4 separate regions of the Mus musculus genome follow, and all the other regions are linked to region 1. A link is a contact called in public HiChIP or PLAC-seq, Micro-C and promoter capture Hi-C data. All regions are on one chromosome and are shown on one strand. Each heading gives the region's core, a stretch centred on a gene start, on an enhancer-like site or on the middle of the called end of the contact. The rest is flanking DNA. Distances are from core to core; before and after follow the strand shown. Region 1 holds the start of Chn2 (chimerin 2). Region 2 holds the start of Znrf2 (zinc and ring finger 2). Region 3 holds the start of Creb5 (cAMP responsive element binding protein 5). Region 4 holds the start of Jazf1 (JAZF zinc finger 1).

Region 1 (3,376 bases), core at 546-3,045:
TGGGTGAGTATATGTCCCCATAAGGCTCCAGATGAGGTCACCTCAAGGTTGCAGTGCCCTCCAAAAGTGTCTGGGGTAGGGAGACTTGGCAGTACCTGAGTCTAGTTGACCCAGGCAGATCTGTCTTAAGAGCCCCTGTAAATGGAGTCCAGGAAGAAAATGCTCAGTGTAACTGAAGTGGCCCACAGGCTTTCAGCAAGAAGTTCACCCCATCCCACCCCTTTAAACTAATCAACAAACAAAAGTGGGTGGGGCACTTGTTGGGCAGTCACACTGGGATGGCATCCCCGGTGGTGGTGGGGATATAACATATACTTTAAATCAAGTAGAAAATGTGACATGAGTGCATATCATGATCCTTTAACATTTATTATTCACTGTACATGAGGTCCTCTTCCGATGTGGAGGCCCCCAGGACCTCGCTGCTGTTCCAGAGTCACTCCTGATCATTTTCAAATGGACTATGTCCTTTTTAGCCATGTTTTTCAAATCGTGCCGCTCCCAATGAGAACACTTTCCGTTTTGCTCTATAATGAGAGTACTTTCATTCCTTTAATGTTTGCTTTTTTTCCCTTTGATCTAACAATTTCTGTTCAAATTTCACAGTTTTTCTGTAGCTTTAGGAATGAAAGAACCGATTACCCTGCTGGGAGCGTGAAACGGATTTTAAAAAATATATATCTGCATGACATTTCCTTCCAGTAAAATTAATTTAGGTTTAAATACAGGAGGATGGCACACACCGGCTCCAGTCCCTTTCTCCGGTACACCTAGGCAATTCCTTATCCTTAAAGGATTCAGTCGCACCTGCTGCAGAGTCAGTCTTTTGTGAAGATCCTACCAAGGGGCAGAGAACCACTTTCTTTGTGTAAGACCGATGCCACCTTTGGGATGTCTCTATTTCTTTTAGCACCGGTCTCAGAAGCATAGTGGACTTTGGGGGCACTGTCCCTGCCAGTGTCTGGGGTACTTAAGTGTAGCTAGATCAGCTCTCTCTGCTTTAGGAGACGCTTCTTGTGGCAGGGCAGGGACCTTCGGTTCCTGACCAACAAAGGACAAATTAAAGGGTGATGGGAAGGGCGCTTCCCAGCCTTGGTGGCATCCTGGCCTGCTCCAAACCCGCACGTAATCCTTAGAGACCTTGTCTTCTCCTTCTGGAAGTACCCCCACCCCTGCACCCCCTCCCCCGAGCTGTGTGGCTGATCCAAACCTAGAGCTTGCTGCCAGTCCCACCACCTTCCTCCTACGACCCCTCCATCCCCTTCTAATTCGGGAAGCAGCACTGTACACTGCTGCCCGGCCCGCCTCGCGTCCCTGGCGGCGTGCCCAACACCTCGGGGCAGGCTCCGAGTCCTGATGGTCTCCACCCCTTGGTCTGCAGCCTCCCCCTGCAGCCAGGGTTGCAGGAGCTGTCAAGCCGGCCGAGCGGATTCAGCCCGGAGCGCCGGCGTTCCTCTCCTTCCTTTGTGTGCGCGCGCGAGCCGAGTTGGGGAGGAGGGAGAAGGGGGAGGTCGCTGTCTATCTGTCTCCCCCGCCTTTGCCCGGGCCGCTCGAAGTGCGGCGGCGGGAGAGGCTGGATCCCTAGAGTCAGTGCCGGGAGCCGAAGGGCGCCCAGGTTCCAGTCGCGCGCAGGGAGCGGGCCCGCGGCGGGGACAGCGGGGACGCCGAGAGAGGTGGTCCCATCCTCCTGGCCGGCCGCCTTGGCCTCGCTGTGCCCCTGCCACCTCGACGCCCGCAGCGGAGTGCGCCCAGGCGCCGAGAGGGACGGCGAGCACGAATAAATAGCGGCGGCGGCAGCGCGTCATCTGGCGGAGCAGGAAGTACAGGCAGAGTCCGGAGGCCGGTGCTTCCCGCGCGTCCCCAGGACTTTGCCATGGGCTGGGGGCCGCGCGGGCTGCGAGCAGCCGGCCGAGGGCAGCGGCGACGCCGCCCGCACCAGGACTGAGAGAGCGGTGACGCGCGGCGCCGAGATGGCAGCATCCAGCAACTCTAGTCTGTCCGGCTCCTCCGTGTCCTCTGGTGAGTTTCAGCGCGCGGGCGCCCGTGCTGGGATGGAGAGTCTACCTGTGGCCGTCCCTCCCGCTCTAGGAGAGCGTGGCGCGGGACACGAGCGTCACTGGGACACTTGTTAAGGTGGTCAACACCTTTGCGTCTGAGCGGTGACAGTGTAGTGGTGGGACTCGGTGGTGTCCTAGGCGTGCGGACCTGGAGTCTGGGGCTCCTGGCGAGCAGTAGCTGCCAGCAGCCTTGCACTTTCTGCACAGCTGGAACAGGGGCAGAAGGCGCAGGGAAGCTGAGGGCACAGCTGGGCTCGGGACCTGTCTGCCTTGGTGCCAGAAACCTTGGATACTCAGAGCCAAAGAAGGGTGCAAACCCCAGCTCCTTGCAGACTCGGATTTCTTTGTTTGTTTCAGAAATTAGCTCCTTGGAGACACTCGCTTGGGGTATGGGTTTGAGAGAGCAGCCAGGACGAAAATGTGTCTTGCTCATCTGACTGAAGTGGGATAGTGGAATGGAGGTTGAGCCCAGCCTCTGACTCCTGGCGTGTTTAGTGTGTGTGTGTGAGTGTGTGTGTGTGTGTGTGTGTGTGTGTGTGTGTGTAGGGACAGACAGAGACAGAGAGACTGTGAGACAGACACAGAGAACATGTGTGCGCGCGGGAGGGGGGCGGTGGGGGCTGTAATTTTACTTTCAAGGCTTCTTTTTTTTTCAGTGTTAAATGTGGCTGGGTGAAAGAAGGGCTTTCAAGCTTTTCTATGGTTGATCAGCAGGTCTAATTGAACAGAAAAAAATGATAATGAATGTGAATGCATAAGAATCAATGGAGGCAGCCCCTCTGGTTTCTGAACATGACAGGTTTCTAATCAGACTGATGCATTAGGTACAGTTCTACTACCCCTTTGGTCACTGAAAACTTTAATAAGAAACCCTGAAGGGATGGCTGGTAAGACATTTGGCATGGTATACAGAACTCAAGGGTCCAAGACAACAGTCTTCAAGTCCTGGTGGGAATGCTCAGTGTGTTACTACTGTATGGTGTCCACAATTGAGTTCCTTTTATTTATTCTCCAAAAATTAAATCCGGAGTGGAGAAGAGATGCAGCACTGGCAGGAAGGCAGGCATTAAAAGGAATCATAGCTATGGATGTGTAACTAATCAGATTGTAGACACAAGGTGACTGTGACCAGTGTAGGTGTTCTCTTGAAAGCTACATGCTATTTTTTTTTTTTTTTTTTTTTTTTGGCCAGGTTTAGTCCCAGGGAAAGTTTAGTCCCAGGGAAATGACATTTCCTTTAATGACTGCTGCCAACTAATAAAAACAGCATTGTTAGGTGTCCGGTAGTTTAAGCGGCTGGCAGTAGGGACTGGTGGGCA
Region 2 (3,537 bases), core at 913-3,412, 780 kb after region 1:
AGAAGGCCCTAAGAGAAGCAGACCAAGGAAAGGACAGAGAAGAATCTCCTCCACACTGCTGCTGTCAAAGAGCAATAATGTAAGGGTACGAGTGACTTTCAAGAATCATTTTAGGGACAGCGTGGTGGCTCAAGCAAGTAAAGGCAGCAATCCCCCAGAACCTACAAGGAAGAAGAACTCCTGTGAGTTGTCCTCTGACACCACATGAGGCCATAGCTTGAGGTAGCCACATACATACATACACACGTACATACATATATACAAATAAATAAAAAGTAAAAACCCTTTTTTTAAAATAAAAGAGTGATTTTAATATGACAGGAAAACATGAATGCACTCTTTCACTGAAAAGCTACTATACTGCCATAGTCTGTTGAGTGTCTAATGAACACCTTAATGAGAGCTATGAAGCCATTGTTGCACAGCACTGTCTTCAGTCCTAGGAATGGGGTGACTGGTAACATCTGCAGGAAAAGGCATTTGACCACATGATGTAATACAGGATATATCATATGAAAGCTCAGAGGATATATCATATGAAAGCTCAGAGTAACTATATATCACGCACTATGCACATATATAAACATATATATGTAAAACTACATTTCTTCCTCATATTCTTCTCCCTTCTTCCTCTTTTTCTTCTTTCTTTCTCCCTCTTCTCATTGAGACTGGTTTTTGCTGTTTCTTAGGCTGACCTTGAATTCTAAGGTTCAAGTGATCCTCACGATTCATTCTCTCCAGAAGCTGGGCACTACAGGCCAGCCTGTTCATAAAGCCTCATTTCTCCTATTTACAAAGTCCAACTTGTGGCTGAAGCGATGGCTCAGCGGTTAGGAGCACTAGCTGTTCTTGCAGAGGAACTGGGTTTGATTCCCTGCACAGCCATGTGACATCTAACTATAACTACAGTTCCAAGGGATTGAATACCTTCGTCTGATCTTCAGTCTGGGCACCAGGCACACGTGGGGAACTTACATGCAGGCAAAACATTTATACACACACACACACAAATTAAAAACAAACAAACAAACAAACAAACAACCCTCCATTCCCTTATCTTCTGAAAGAATGTCTAGAATCACTACTTAAATGACTCACCACAAATACAAAAGCGTAAAACAGCGACAGTGCATTTTTGCAGTTTGTACAAACACACTTGCACATAGACAATGCTACCAGTACCCGCCAAATGGGAGGGTCAGAGCCTGCTAGACCAAGCACCACACACAGGAAGGCATTTAGAATCCTGTTAAGTTCCATTTAGAGAAACCCACAAGATTTTAAAGCTACTATCGCTCTGGAGATTTAACTCAAACATTCTGGGCAAGGAAGCTAAAGTCCAAAAAGGTAAAACAATTTACAGCCTGCATAATTTGGCTTGGTGTTAGGCCCGAAGGCTGGATCTCGGGAGAAGATAGTCTCTGCACCTCAGTTTTTGCTCTGCCTTTGAAGGTCAAGCTGGATTATCGTTCGTTCTTCCAATTTTTTGCTCTTCCCTTCCCCTAGCATAATTCTGATCAAGTTGGCTTCAGCCTTCCCCTTGTTTCGTTCTGTCCTTCGCTCCTGTACTGTTTTTTGTTTTAAATCGTCTTCATTGCTGAGACTGTTGTTTGCTTAATCAGTGTATACAATACCAACGAAGGTCATTATCTACCCACTCAAAGCTCCAGACACGGGATACTGCCACGAACGCCCTAGCCAGGAAAAGGTGCACTTGGTTTTCTTCAGCGCTCACAGGCCACGTGCGGCAGGAGGGGCCGCCTTCTGATTGGTGGTGGGGGAGTCTCCTGGAGGGCGGAGCCACCGGTCTGTCCATCACCACATGCTGGGCGGGGCCTGGGCGGGTCGGCCTAGTTGTAGGGCAGAGCTAGAGCAGCGGGACCCAATCTCTGCGCTTTGCCTCGATTCGGCCGCCGCTCCTCCAGTGCCGGCCGCGAGGCGACGGTTGCCGGGGCGCGCGCCGCCCGTTCCTCTTTCCCGTTGCAAGCGGCTGGCGCGCAGGGAGGCGGCCCCCAATCCGGCCGGGCGCCTCCCACTCTCCGAGCCGCCGGGGAGCCGGAGGATGGCGGCGGTGACAGCGGCCGCCCGGGAGGAGGCGGTGCGGAGGCCGCGAAGCGCGGCAGCAAGCGGCAGCGGCCCGTCGCGGCGGCCCGGCAGCGACCGCGTCCGCACGGCTACCTGAGCGGCAGCCGCGAGCTGCGTCCCGCCTCTCTCGCTTGCTCGCTCGCTCGCTCGCTCGCGGCCCGGGGCGGCGCGGACATGGGCGCCAAGCAGAGCGGCCCCGCCGCCAACGGCCGCACCCGTGCCTACTCGGGCTCGGACCTGCCCTCCGGGACCGGCAGCGGCGGCGGCGGGGCGGACGGCGCTCGGGCGGCCCGTTTCGCGGCCCCGGTGTCCGGCGCGCAGCAGCCCAGCGCCTCGGCCGGCGCGGCGGCTGCAGCGGCGGCGGCGGCCTCGGCCCCGGCAGCGCCCCGTAGCCGCTCGCTCGGCGGGGCGGTGGGCAGCGCGTCGGGCGGCCGCGCGGCGCAGTCGGCCTTCAGCATCCCCAGCGCTGGCGGCGGCGGCGGCCCGTACGGCTCACAGGACTCAGTGCACAGCAGCCCAGAGGACAGCGTCGGCGCTAGGGACCGGGACCGGCCGGCGGGCGGGGGCCCTGGCGGGCCGCGTCTGGTGATCGGCTCGCTCCCGGCCCACCTCTCCCCGCACTTGTTTGGAGGTACGGCTCCCTGCCCTGGCAGCGGCTCCCCAGCTAGGGAAGCGCACCCCCCACTCCCTCCTTGCAACGCGGTGAATGGAAGAAGTATTGTTTTAAAACAAACTGACGAAACAGCCTCGTGGTTGTAGCTTTTAGTACCAGGAAGTCAGGGGAGATCAGTGGCTGAGTGTAGTTCTGCCCCGGAGCTGAAGGGCGAGCAGTTTTAAAGGCCCAAAGCCAGAAGGGACTCACGTGGATGTTTGAGTGTTTGAAAAAAGGAAGTTATCTCTCCTTTGGATAGACTCCTAACAAAGCTGTGATCCTTGCGTCTCTGTAAATAGCCCTGCCTACTTACTGGATACTTGTTTTCTGGTTAAATGTGTTAATGCAAAGTGTTGCTTCATAACCCCCGAAACTGCTACTTTTACAGTGTGGCTAATGTCACTACTGCTTAGTTTGAAGCGGATTGTGGAAAAGTTCAAGAACAGTTATTTAAAGAGATAATCTTTATAATGATCACAACTCTACCTATAGAGGCAGTAATTGGGCAAGGTCTTTCGAAGAGCGGTGTTCACTAGAGTTAAGGAACAATTTAGAGATCAGTGATGTGCTTTTAATTAAGTTGTTTGAAACAGGAGAAAGGGTGCAGTTGATCCTGAAAATGTGAACTTAGCCGCATATTGCCACCTCCTTTCGGTATGAGACTGGTATTATACATTTACACGTAAGCACAGAATGATGTAAACTATATCCCTTCAGGTTTTTTATTTGTTTGTTTGTTTGTGTATTTTTTTGAGTCAGGTTTTCTCTGTGTAGCCTTGGCTGTCCTGGAACTCACT
Region 3 (3,140 bases), core at 295-2,794, 750 kb before region 1:
GGGCTAAACACTTCAAACCAGAAAGGAAATAGAAAGCTCTTCCACTTAGTATGTCAAAACCAGCTCAGAAATGTGACAATTTGGGCAAAGCATTACGATTCCTAGCCAGTCTAGTCATGATCCTCTGGCAGACTACACAGTCAGGCTGTGATGCATTGGGATGAGAGGCACTATATAAATGTCAGATGTTACATAAATGTCAGGAGCCATTATTGTTTGTTAATGGGGGCTAAACTGTTCCTAAGCAAAGATCCAACTCCCAGCCAGCAAGCTCTTAGTTGAAGTTCTAACCAGTCAGCCATCAGAAAAGAATTAATATGCCTGATTCTACCAAGGAACCCAGGTGAGATCTGGGGTTAGACATGCGCTAGAGTGGTCCCTGATGATCAGGAGAGCTCCTAGCCTTCTGAGTCTGTCTGCCTCAGCTCAGCTGTGAAATAGAGATAATTACAACACACTCCCCGCTTTTCCTTATTCTGTCAAAGTCATATGAGGAAGAAGAAAATGGTGTGGCTTCAAGTGTTTGGCAAAGTGTGAGCTGTTGTTGGATGACAGTGGTCATTTCGAACAGGCTTTCAATGCTCCCCAAAGGGAGAGAGAGCTTCCAAAAGGAAATCTAGCCCTTGCCAGGGATGAGGAAGGTGAGAGCGGTGGCTTCTGGCCCATGCTGAAAAAGGTCAGTCCTCTTTTCCCTTTGCAGACCTGGCCCTAGATCCTGTATTCTAGCCCTGGCTCGACTGCTTCCCAGCCGGCGAGCTTGGGCCAGTAGCAGAGGCTCTGGAAGCAATGGCCAGGGCCCTTCCGGCGCTGACGCGGAGTCTAAATCCGGCTCATCATTTGGCTCTTGGCTGAGATTCGCCTTTCGCCTTTAGAGAGATTCTCTCACAGGTCAGCACATGCAAGGTGCGAGACCAGGGAAGGCTGTGTGTAGTCCTACTGAGTGTGCACAAGAAGTTATATGCCCTTGAGCGTGATGAGGAGAGGGGCGGCGAAATGGAGATACTAAGAAGCCAGCATGCAGAGAACGCTGCAATGAGGTCATGGCTGTCACAGGCAAAGGATCTGGGTATCTTCGGTGGCTGGGGTAGGGAAGTAGGAAGTGGCCTGCATTTGTAAGTGTAAATGTCTCTTTCTACCTCCTTCAGCATCCTTACCACCTCATGCACACACCCCAAACCTTACTTCTTTCTGACCCTACAGACACTTCTTGCAGAAGAGCTCGTGCCGGTGTCTCCTGCGTGGCTCTGTTTGAAACCTTCAGGATTGTTTCCAAGCTGACTCACACCACTAATGTCGGGGGGCCGTGTTACTCGGCGCTGGGCTGTGCAAGCTGTTGCTTGCGCGATCGCGGACGCCGCCGCAAGCACCCGGGTCCGCTCGAGGGGCGGGATTTGGGCGGGGCGGAGACCGGGCCCGCCCCCTCGGCGTGCGGGCCCCGCCCCTCTCTCCCTCCTTTTCCCCAACGGACCGCAATGATTTAGAAGTTCAGGAATCCCACGTGACGTCACCGGGGGGGTGATGTAATGCACTCTAAATAGAATGTATTGTAATCTTTGCTCAGTCCAACGTGGTCCCTTCACCCGGGCTCGGCTCTTGCCTTCTCCACACTTGTTTGGTAAGTTCCTAAAAATACGGCGCGGCCACTTCTGGGCCTTTTGCATTTAGCCACTTTCGCTGCACTTGCCGCGCGAGCCGACTCCGGAGCGTCCTTGTTTGCAGGGGTTGGTTCATCGCTGCAGCCGCGAGGTTACTTAGTCCAATGGGCAGGTCACAGGGCAAGGAGTAGAAAGGATGCGATGCATTTTTTCCCCCTTGATTTGTGTTTGTAAACACTTTGGCGGATCAGAAGGAAGTCCGGCCCCAATTGCTGGTGGACTGTGGAGTTGTGCTGTGTCCTGTAGTCACCCAGAGACCCCACGCCGTGTCCGTCCCGGAGCGCTTCTTGGTGATTGCTGCGCCGTGCGACTGGAGGGATGCTGAGTGGAGCCAGCGCCGTGTCCGACCCAGTGTGCGTGCGTGTATGGGAGCGCGCGTGAGTTTCCCTGACACGGGGAACAGTTATGAATCGGGGGTGTATGTTTGCCTCCAGAGCCCCGGCATGGTGTGGAACCCTTCTGAAGTGTGGTCAAGCGGCGGTGGTGGTGGCGGCGGCGGAGGCGGCAGTGGTAGCAGCAGCAGCAACAGACCAGGAACCTGGAGCCTCCTCGCATCCCGTTTCTCAGTGATGCAGCGGAACCCCGGGAGAAAGTTAGCAAACTTCCAACCGTTGCGGCAAAGTCGCCTGGTCACCTAGGGGCAGCCGAGCGAGTTCGCAGGGGGTTCTCCCTCTCCCGGGTGCCCAGCGGCCGCTGCCAGTTCTCGCGACCGGCCGCCGGCTGCAGCGGGAGGGTCGGTTGCCTTGGAGGGGGACTTGACTTTCGCTCCAGGCGCTCCAGCTCGAGAGTGCTCCGCAGCCCTCGCCTTCACTCCTGCAGCCGCCTCCCGCCTCCGTCCCCTTTGCGCTGGCACTCTTACTTCTTCCGGGCTGCTGCCCCAAATGACAGCTGGGGCCCGAGCCGCACTGCACCCAGGCGGTTCTCAGGACCGGGCGACAGAGTCTGCCTTTGAGCCAGATTCTTTATCGAACCGCTTAAACTTTTCACAAAGTTCTTAAAGGGTTGAGACAAGCAGACACCGCCCCCACTAAGCCACTTTAGAGGGACTATAGCCCGCTTTAATTTTTCATTTATTTTCTAGTCATAGATTTATTTCCAGGGAGTGTCTAGTAGAAAAAGCTCCAGCTTTCCCTGGACGAGTGCCGCCCCCACTTGATGCTGGTTCAACGCTGGGAACTAGAGTGGGCTACTTGTACATCGTTGTCAGTATCAGCAACGCTTGCTTGGTTTTTTATTTTTCCCTCTTCCTGACATGTGTCAAAGAATAAAGGCTGGCTACAGGTCCATTACGTCATTCTGCAGGCCAGTAAGTGTTTTATTAAGGGCTTCAGATATTCAAGGGTTTGGGGGCTCAGAATGCTGTCAAAGCAACTATGCCCCCATCCCCCGGGGCAATTGCGGGTTCTCTGGACACAGCTATTGCCCTCTCTTTCCCTACCCCTCTTCCTCCATCCCTCTCCCGCCCACCTCGTTATCACTCGGCCT
Region 4 (3,225 bases), core at 3-2,502, 970 kb before region 1:
TGACAATTACTCATCAGATTTCTGTTTTCAAAGGCATTCTGCAGACAGTTTCCATGATTAGCTCCCATTCTGGATGGCCCAGCAAATCCCGCTCTAAACTGGCACTTAGCGCGTATTAAGCGCCCACTGTGTGCAAGGAGAAAGCATTCTACAAAGCAAAGGGGCATGAGGCTCTGCCTCATTTTATTCGTGCATAAATGCACAGCAGTCGTGATTTACTCTCTCAACTTTGCAGAAACGTGAGCTGCATCCACATGGTCGAATCCATGTCATTCATTTGGTCTTCTCGAAGCAATTCACAGGTAGCCTCACCCAGGGAACCGGCTGCCCTCTTCACCCACCAGGCCACTCCGGGGAGCGGCCACACCTTCTGCAGGTGGCTGGGTCTTCTGAGCCAGAAGCACCAGACCCATCTCCCTCCGCAGGGGTGGGGATGAGCGTGCAAATGTGATGCAAGGACTTCCGTGGGGCGCAGGACTTAGGAGGTCCCTGGGTCCCGGGAGACACAACCGGCCCCGCGGGGCGCCCCTCCCCCGCGTCCCCGCGCCCGCGCCGCGCAGGCCCCGCGGGGACCGGCGCACCTCCGGCCTAGCCGCAACGCGGGCGCCGCGACACGCCCGCCCGCCGCCCGCGGGCTCCCCTCTGCTACCGGGGCCTCGGGGCGCTCCGGCCAGGGATGGGCGCGGCCCGCAGCCGCCCGAACCGCAGCCGCCGCGCCAGGCCGGGCCCCGCGCCCGCGCCGCTCAGAGCACGCAGCGCCCCGCGCCCCGCGCCCGCCGCCGCCGCCGCCGCGGCCCCCTCCCGCCGCGCCACACCTAGCAACCGGCGCTGACAGGACGCAGGCGGGGGAGGAAGCGGAATGGCTGCCGCCGCGGCGCCTCCCCGGCTCCCGCCAGCCTGACAGCTCGGGCCGGGCGGAAGCGGCGTGCGGCACCCGCCCCCCGCGGCCCGCGCCCGCCCTCACCCTGCGGCCGGCCATCCCCGCGCCCCGCGGCCCTCCACGCCCGCACCTTCTCGGGCGCCCGGCCCGCGCCACCCCGGGGCTCGCCCGCCGCCCGACCCCCGCCCACCCGGGCCTCACCGATGTGGTTGTCCTCGATGTGCTCGATGAGGTCGGCCAGCGTGGGGAAGTGGAGTCCGCAGCCCCCGAAGCGGCAGGTGTTGGAGAAGAAGGAGGCGGCGGCGATGCCTGTCATGGTGCTACATCGAGAGCCCCCCGGAGTCGGCTCTGCGAGCGCCGCGCGCGCGGAGGCGGAGGGAGGGGCCGGGGAGGGGGCAGGCGCGGGGAGGGCAGCGCGAGCCCGGGACGGAGGAGAGGGGGCGCGAGGTGGAGCGCAGCGCCGAGCCTCCGGGAGGCAGCGGGAGGCGGCGGGAGCTCGGGGGAGGGGGCGGGGAGGACTCGGCGGCTGGGAGGAGGGAGCAGGCGCGCGCCTGCAGCTGTGCGGGCCCCAACCTCCGCGACCCAGGCCTCACCTGGCAGCTCCCGCCTCCAACTTTACGTCCCTGGGCCTGCCCTTTCGCCCTGTGAGGTGCCTGCAGTCCGCTTGGAGCCTCCCTTGGTTATGCGCGCTACATTCTTAATAGATACACATCTATTAATTACACATGCTTTTCACCCCAGAGGAGCACTCAGGGAGTTACCCAGCCCTCTTAGGGACATTTGTTTGCACTTGGCCACCTGTCTAGGTGTGACGATGGTATTCACTAGGGACCCAGGAAAGGTAATTGTGTGCACCTTGTTCTTTAAACTTTCTCATTTAAAAAAAAAAATTAAAAAGTCCGTATTCTCTGGAGGTTAGTAGGAACTAATTGATTTTAATGAAGCTTTCCCCCTAGGCCAGAAGAAAAATCTTAGCTTTATTTAAATTTCAAAATAGAGCGCTTGGTTGTCAAGTGCATTTGACTGTGTTTTACATATGTATCACGTTTGTTCTCCCTGATTCTTCTGAGAAAACAAAAATCTCAATTTCTTTACCCCAAATTCCCGCACCTCCTGAACCCCGTGTTGTGGCTCAGGTCTGGCAGTGCTGCTCCAAAGACGAAAGGGGCAAGTGTAGAGGTTTGGAAATGAAAGTCAAAGCAAATTCGATTTTCACTTAAAAAGAAGATTTCACCAATCAGTTAGGATTATATCATCCTGTGAGCATTTAAGCCATACTGTTGACCAGATAGCCTCTTAAGAACCAGTTCTCTTCTGGTCTCCAACCGCAGTTGCAGTTACATTTTACCTACAAGGTGTATATTTTCTTCCAGGTGTTCAAGAAGCACCAGGAGATGTGCATGATTCGAGGGTGTAATTTTTAAAAAATTTATTCATGCATTCTGAATTTAGCATTTGTCTTTAGAACAATTTCATTTACCCGCTGGTGCATATACCTAGAAAAATAACAACCCTGTCTTTTTAAACTGCATATACCACTTGTGTTATCTCTAATATTAGGATTGTTAGGGCACTTCGTGTAAATGTAAATGCAGACATATGCAGTATTTCTGTCACCGGAGAAAATTTTCACAATCTCCCAGTCACAAAGGCTGAGGCTGAGTTCTCTCACCCATCGACATTTTTGTCTGGTCTGTCGCTTCTTTGAGCCTACAAGGTGACAAATTTGCCAAGGGGAGAGTTGAGTTGAGTATGGTTGGGGCAGCAGGTCATTAAAGTTCAGTTTGTTGCCAGAAATAATTTCCTGGGACCAAGTGAGGATGGGGGAAGGGCACCCAAGGGCTTGATAATGAGCCAGGGACCCGCTAGGCTGGAAGCTGGGGCCAGACAAGGGTCTAAAGAGCAGGAGGTAGAATTCTCCACCGTGAATTAGAATTTTGGCAACTGTGCAGTGTGCCCTGCTGCCCAGACAGGGAGGAAGGCCGTTAGCTGAGAGCAAGCAGGATATCTGGCAGATAGACTTCACGCCCAGTGACATGGAAATGCAATGAGAAAACTCCAGCCAAGAATGATGCCAGATCAGCCTCCTTAGAGATGCTAGGCACCCCAACTCTGCAGCAGCTGGGGGAGTGCCCCGAGCCTTGAGGTGACAATTCTGTTCTCAGGAGGAATGACTCTCTATGTGGAGTTATCAACTGCAGAGAGTGTAGGAGGCCCAGAGGTGGCTCAAGCAAGAGAACTCCTCCATGGAAAGGCCAGGAGAGTGTAAGGGAAAGGAGGAAGGAAGGGGGCTGGGAGCTATTAGTACATACCTCTTGGCTACCTTCAGTCCCTACCCTCTACTA

The links. Promoter capture Hi-C pulls out the DNA fragments that hold promoters and counts their contacts. A called contact is a pair of places that touch in the nucleus more often than the background predicts. HiChIP or PLAC-seq counts read pairs in DNA pulled down with a chosen protein or histone mark.
Region 2: a contact with region 1 is called in an H3K27ac HiChIP or PLAC-seq map of microglia, with 5 times the contacts expected there. The contact joins the promoter of Znrf2 here to the promoter of Chn2 in region 1. A contact is called at or near these places in 3 of 115 datasets of contacts at active chromatin or transcription factors (embryonic stem cells, microglia and pancreatic cancer cells).
Region 3: a Micro-C map of embryonic stem cells shows a contact between it and region 1, with 4 times the contacts expected there. The contact joins the promoter of Creb5 here to the promoter of Chn2 in region 1. A contact is called at or near these places in 2 of 39 promoter capture datasets (both in the 3T3-L1 cell line) and 1 of 484 Hi-C or Micro-C datasets (embryonic stem cells).
Region 4: a contact with region 1 is called in a promoter capture Hi-C map of hippocampal neurons, with 2.2 times the contacts expected there. The contact joins the promoter of Jazf1 here to the promoter of Chn2 in region 1. A contact is called at or near these places in 3 of 39 promoter capture datasets (hippocampal neurons and liver).

The regions. Positions count from the first base shown.
Region 1 is chr6:54,038,137-54,041,512 of GRCm38.p6, forward strand. It overlaps Chn2 (chimerin 2), which reads left to right and starts at 1,796. Exons shown (of 13, transcript NM_001163640.1): 1 at 1,796-2,019. The coding sequence starts at 1,971.
Region 2 is chr6:54,814,754-54,818,290 of GRCm38.p6, forward strand. It overlaps Znrf2 (zinc and ring finger 2), which reads left to right and starts at 2,163. Exons shown (of 5, transcript NM_199143.2): 1 at 2,163-2,719. The coding sequence starts at 2,263.
Region 3 is chr6:53,285,759-53,288,898 of GRCm38.p6, forward strand. It overlaps Creb5 (cAMP responsive element binding protein 5), which reads left to right and starts at 1,545. Exons shown (of 11, transcript NM_001327821.1): 1 at 1,545-1,615.
Region 4 is chr6:53,067,372-53,070,596 of GRCm38.p6, forward strand. It overlaps Jazf1 (JAZF zinc finger 1), which reads right to left and starts at 1,253. Exons shown (of 5, transcript NM_173406.3): 1 at 1,082-1,253. The coding sequence starts at 1,196. Gm33097 (a long non-coding RNA gene) reads right to left here and starts at 624. Exons shown (of 2, transcript XR_377680.3): 1 at 1-624.